2 separate regions of the Sus scrofa genome follow, and region 2 is linked to region 1. The links are chromatin contacts, called in public Hi-C maps. All regions are on one chromosome and are shown on one strand. The core of a region is the stretch at or near the end of the contact, and the rest is flanking DNA. Distances in the headings are between cores, read along the strand shown. Region 1 holds the start of INO80B (INO80 complex subunit B). Region 2 holds the start of TPRKB (TP53RK binding protein).

What was found. Hi-C and Micro-C count contacts between places; a contact is called where the count stands out from the background.
Region 2: a contact with region 1 is called in a Hi-C map of skeletal muscle, with 5 times the contacts expected there. The contact joins the promoter of TPRKB here to the promoter of INO80B in region 1. A contact is called at or near these places in 2 of 47 Hi-C or Micro-C datasets (psoas muscle and skeletal muscle) and 2 of 2 datasets of contacts at active chromatin or transcription factors (alveolar macrophages and skeletal muscle).

The regions. Positions count from the first base shown.
Region 1 is chr3:68,587,005-68,589,704 of Sscrofa11.1, reverse strand. INO80B (INO80 complex subunit B) reads left to right here and starts at 1,384. Exons shown (of 5, transcript XM_003124991.5): 1 at 1,384-1,540; 2 at 1,772-1,964; 3 at 2,182-2,300; 4 at 2,469-2,638. The coding sequence starts at 1,483.
Region 2 is chr3:69,236,882-69,239,581 of Sscrofa11.1, reverse strand. TPRKB (TP53RK binding protein) reads right to left here and starts at 1,257. Exons shown (of 5, transcript NM_001144846.1): 1 at 1,239-1,257.

The DNA of each region.
Region 1 (2,700 bases), core at 135-2,634:
GGAACTCCTCCTATAGTGCTTTTTTCTAATTATAAATGTGATATATATTGACTGTAAGAAAATTCATTGCAAAAAGTACTAAGCAATATTTAAAATTAAAAAAAAAGGAGAGGAAAGTAAATTCACTACGGATCTAAATAGTGAAAGTTCCCCAACTCCAGCTTCTAAAGATAATCACCATTAATGGCACAGTATACATTCCTTAATTTTTTTCTATGATAGCATAGTATGCCTTTTTAAATGGGATCATAACATCTTAAAACTTGCTTTTTTTATTTCATATGTCAGCCACACAGACCTCATTGACCTCACAGACCTTGTTTCCTTTTTTTTTTTTTGCTTTTTCTTGGGCCGCTCCCACGGCATATGGAGGTTCCCAGGATAGGGGTTGAATCGGAGCTGTAGCCACAGGCCTACGCCAGAGCCACAGCAACGCGGGATCCGAGCCGTGTCTGCAACCTACACCACAGCTCACGGCAACGCCGGATCGTTAACCCACTGAGCAAGGGCAGGGACCGAACCCGCAACCTCATGGTTCCTAGTCGGATTCGTTAACCACTGCGCCACGACAGGAACTCCTGTTGCCTTTTTTTTTAACTAAGTAAAGCATGCACATGTTTTATACAAACTTCAGTAGGCACGAAAGGGTATTTTATGAAGAATAAATTTCCCTTTGCCCTCAACCATCCATTGGAATTGCTGTCACCAGTTCCTTGAGTAGCCTTCTGGGGTTTCATTTCTTTTTATAGCAACATAGCTTCCCATTGTATAGATGTATCAAATTCATGATTTTTTTTTTTTTTTTTTGGTATTTCAGTAGAGGCACACTTAGATTGTTTCCAATACTATTATCCACTAGGATCTAATTTCCATGTCGATCTTATCAATTACTTACCAGTTTTTAGCTTTTGTTAGCAACAGGCTGTTCTAGATTGGACAGAGGCACCATAATTCATTTAACCATTTCTCTACTGATGAAAATTTGGGCTTAAAAACCATTTGCCCTGCTTTGGGGCACTTGTACTGTCAAGGCTTTCTGCCATTTTGCCCGCAATATCGTTATCTTACGTACTCCTCCAAACTGCACATTCCTTCAAGGCAGAGAGAAGTGCTCATACTCATCTTTGTATTCTCATAACCTGGATCCGAATTTGGTCCGGACCATACGTCCATCACGCTTGAGTGTAACAATAATTGAATCGCCCGCGCTGAGTTCTGATCTTAATTGTGGCGATGCGGAGCCAGCTGACAGCTCCCGCCAGTTCGAGCGGTCCGGCCCTCAGAGATACCGGAACTTTTGCTGGAAGGACTGTTGTTTCTCCCGGAGAATTTTAGCCGCAAAGTGTGCCCCGCACAAGCATGGTTGCTACGCACCGGAAGTAGCCGATTTTTTTTTACTGGAGTTAAGTTATTCCGCGGGGCGGAAAAGGTGTGTCTGCATGTGTTCGGACTATTTCCAGCCCCCTTTCCTCGCAGGGCCCCATGAGTAAGCTGTGGCGGCGCGGGAGCACCTCTGGGGCTATGGAGGCCCCTGAGCCGGGTAAGAGCGGGTCGATAAAGCAGCTTAGGCCTTCGCAGAAAAGGAATCTCTTTCTTGCTTCTCGGAGATGTCTGGGCGCCTCGCTACAGGTGGGAAGGAGAAAGGCGGGGCCGTTGTTATGGTAACAACGAACACCGCAGGAAGAGTAGGACCCCTCGGGGGTAGTGGGTTCTTCAGCGCTTTCCTTGCCCGGCTCCCGCTATACACGGTTGACAGGCTCTCCTTCCGCAGGGGAAGCCCTGGAGTTGAGTCTGGCAGGTGCCCACGGCCACGGAGTGCACAAGAAAAAGCACAAGAAGCACAAGAAGAAGCACAAGAAGAAACACTACCAGGAAGAGGAGGCTGGGCCCACGCAGCCGTCTCCTGCTAAGCCCCAGCTCAAACTCAAAATCAAGCTGGGCGGGCAGGTCCTGGGCACCAAGAGGTGAGATCAAGAAAGCAAGGTTTTACCTGGGGGACTTTAGAAACAGGTAGAGATAGGAGACGCTGGCTGGGCTTTCTAGTAGACGGAGAATGGACACTGTGACTTCAGGGCCCAGATTAATGGAGCAAGAACCCAAAAGGGTGTAGGGAAGGCTGGACGGATTGAGCAGGGAGAGACAATTGATTGCTCAGCTTACAGAGTTGTTGCTTCTCTGCAGTGTTCCTACCTTCACTGTGATCCCTGAGGGCCCTCGCTCACCTTCTCCCCTTATGGTTGTGGACAACGAAGAGGAACCTATGGAAGGAGTTCCCCTTGAGCAGTACCGTGCCTGGCTGGGTGAGAAGGATTTGGAGGTGGAAAAATTGGGTTTCTCATTATATCTGGTTAAGGGAAGGAGGTTTGTTCTGAGGAAGGTGAGGATTTTGAGTGTCCCAGTACTAACTTGGCCGAATTGGGTTCCCCATCTGAACAATTCTACTTTAGCTCTCCACCTTTCCTTTCCAGATGAAGACAGTAATCTGTCCCCCTCCCCACTTCGGGACCTGTCCGGGAGCCTAGGGGGTCAGGAGGAAGAGGAGGAACAGAGGTGGCTGGATGCTTTGGAGAAGGGGGAGCTTGATGACAATGGAGATCTCAAGAAGGAAATCAATGAACGGCTGCTCACTGCCCGACAGGTAAGTTGGTTCATTCTTTATTCAGTTACCAAATACACATGGAGAACTTTCTGTGTTCCAAG
Region 2 (2,700 bases), core at 8-2,507, 650 kb before region 1:
AACGAGATATTTTTTTGCTTTTTAGGGCTGTGCCTGTGGCATATGGAAGTTGCCCAGCTGGGGGTTGAAATCAGAGCTGCAGCTGCTTGCATATACCCCAGCCACAGCCACAACCACAGCCAGGCCAGATCTGAGCCGTATCTGTGACCTGCACCACGGCTCACGGCAACACCAGATACTTAACCCACTGAGCAAGGCCAGGGATCCAACCCGAGTCCTCATGGATACTAGTCACGTTTGTTACCGCCAAGCCACACTGGGAACTCCCTAACAAAGTAACTTTAATAAGAACATATAAAAGTGTTAAAATAGAAAAATCTATCCCGAAAACACATCTGGCATTCTCACAGTATACTGTCTTCCTAAACCTGCTGTTTCTAGCTTCCTTTACCATTCCTGGCGAAGGATCAAGGTTGCCACCTGATCCCCTGCTTGTGCAGTAAGTCCGGCTCTGATCCGTGGATGAGATGCCGTTTCCCCAATAGACAACTAGGTGCAGATTACCAAAAATGTTTTAGATCACAGGTTACTTTTAGCATTAATGAAACCTCACTCCAACTTCTTAGCCTTTTTAGTTTTCTTATCTCACCATTTGATTTATGTTTTAGCAGCACCTAGACACAAATACGAAAGAAGAAAATAATCTTACAGAGGAAAAGTATGACATGACTCAGAGAACTCATTTCACACATGGGGATTTAAGCAGGGAGGGCACAATGCTTTAATAATACTGGCCCTTTATAGACATAAATTGAACAAGAAAAGGACGGGGTATATACAAAGACATAAGAGAAACATGACAAATAACTACAAAGACATATCCTTGCACAGAAAAACAAAGCATTGCAAAAATTTGATCTTTAAAACAATTTCAATCAGTCCTAATGAGATATTTGGGTGAGGCAATTTGATAGGTTCATTTTATCCTTTTACCTAGGAGGTTCCATTTACAGCATTTTTCTCAAAGAATAAACTGGCAATCTGAAGGTTTATGTAACAAGAGGTCCTTATCATTATCCTAACAGTAAAAGCTGAAAAGAACTAGTAACAGGATTTGTTTTCACTAAACAACCACTAAAAACTGTAGTCTTGAAGAGTACTTAAGGATGTATAAAAACAGCAATAAATAACACTAAAACATTTGATGTGGAAATCAAAACATAAAATTGTGGGTTTTTTAAAAAAGGTACACATACACACACACACAAAATTGAAAGAAAAATACAACGAAAAATTACCTTTGACCTGCTGGAATTTCATCTGACTTTTTTCTTATTGTAACAAAAGAAAAAAAGAACATTTGTGAATAACGTCCTGGCACACAGCAGTTCAGTCATAATCAAGGTCCAATGGAAAAAAAAATACAGAAAGATAAAATGTACACCCAATTATAAAAGAAGATGCACCCAGAAAACAAAAACACGAAGTACACCAAAATATGGCCATCTTGGGCAGTAGAATTGAAGGCAATTTCTAAGGTCTCCTATAAATATTTTTCTATGTGCTGAATTTTCTACAATGAGTACTCAAAATATATAATGAGTACATACAACCAGAGAGAAAAAAAATGTGGTTTTTGTTTTTACATGAGGGGAAAAAGGACCTCTAGCAAACGTCAGAATAGTTTGCTTTTCTTTTACATAATTCATTCAGTCCAGAAACTTCGAGTCACTGCTGGATACTGACCTCTCACTCAAATCCCATATCTAATCCAAAAGTCTTGTCAATTTAAATTTTATTTTTCACCCTGCCCACAGCACGTGGAAGTTCCAGGGGCCAGTAATCAAACCCGGGCCACAGCAGGGACCCAAACCGCTGCAGTGACAACGCCAGATCCTTAACCCACTGCACCACAGGAGAACTCCTTGTCAATTTTTAATATCTTGACGGATACAATTCTCTCCATACCCACTGCCACCACAGTGGGCCACCAACTCACATCCACAGTTTGGCCTCCTAGAAGTGCTCAGCTCACAGTTCCTGCCCTCCTATCATGCAGCCGCCACCTGGGAGTCAAAACCATCTTTTCACAAACAAGAACAAAATAATGCCACTTGCAGCAACATGGATGGAACTAGAGACTCTCATGCTAAGTGAAGTAAGTCAGAAAGAGAAAGACAAATACCCTATCACTTATATCTGGAATCTAATATAGGGCACAAATGAACCTATCTACAGAAAAGAAACAAACTCAGGGACACGGAGAACAGACTTGTGCTTGCCAAGACGGAGGGGGAGGGAGGGAGATGGACTGGGAGTTTGGGGTTAGCAGATGCAAACTACTGCATTTGGAATGGATAAGCAATGGGATTTTGCTGTGTAGCCCATGAAACTATATATGATCACTTGTGATGGAACATGATGGAGAATAATGTGAAAAAAAGAATGTATGTATGCATAACTGGCTCACTTTGTGAGGCAGAAATAGACAGAACACGGTAAATCAACTATAATTTAAAAACTATTATCGGAGTTCCCGTGGAGGCACAGTGATTAACGAATCCAACTAGGAACCATGAGCTTGCGGGTTCGATCCTTGGCCTTGCTCAGTAGGTTAAGGATCCGGCATTGCCGTGAGCTGTGGTGTAGATCACAGACGCGGCTCGGATCCTGCGTTGCTGTGGCTGTGGTGTAGGCCGGTGGCTATGGCTCCAATTCGACCCCTAGCCTGGGAACCTCCATATGCCACGGAAACGGCCC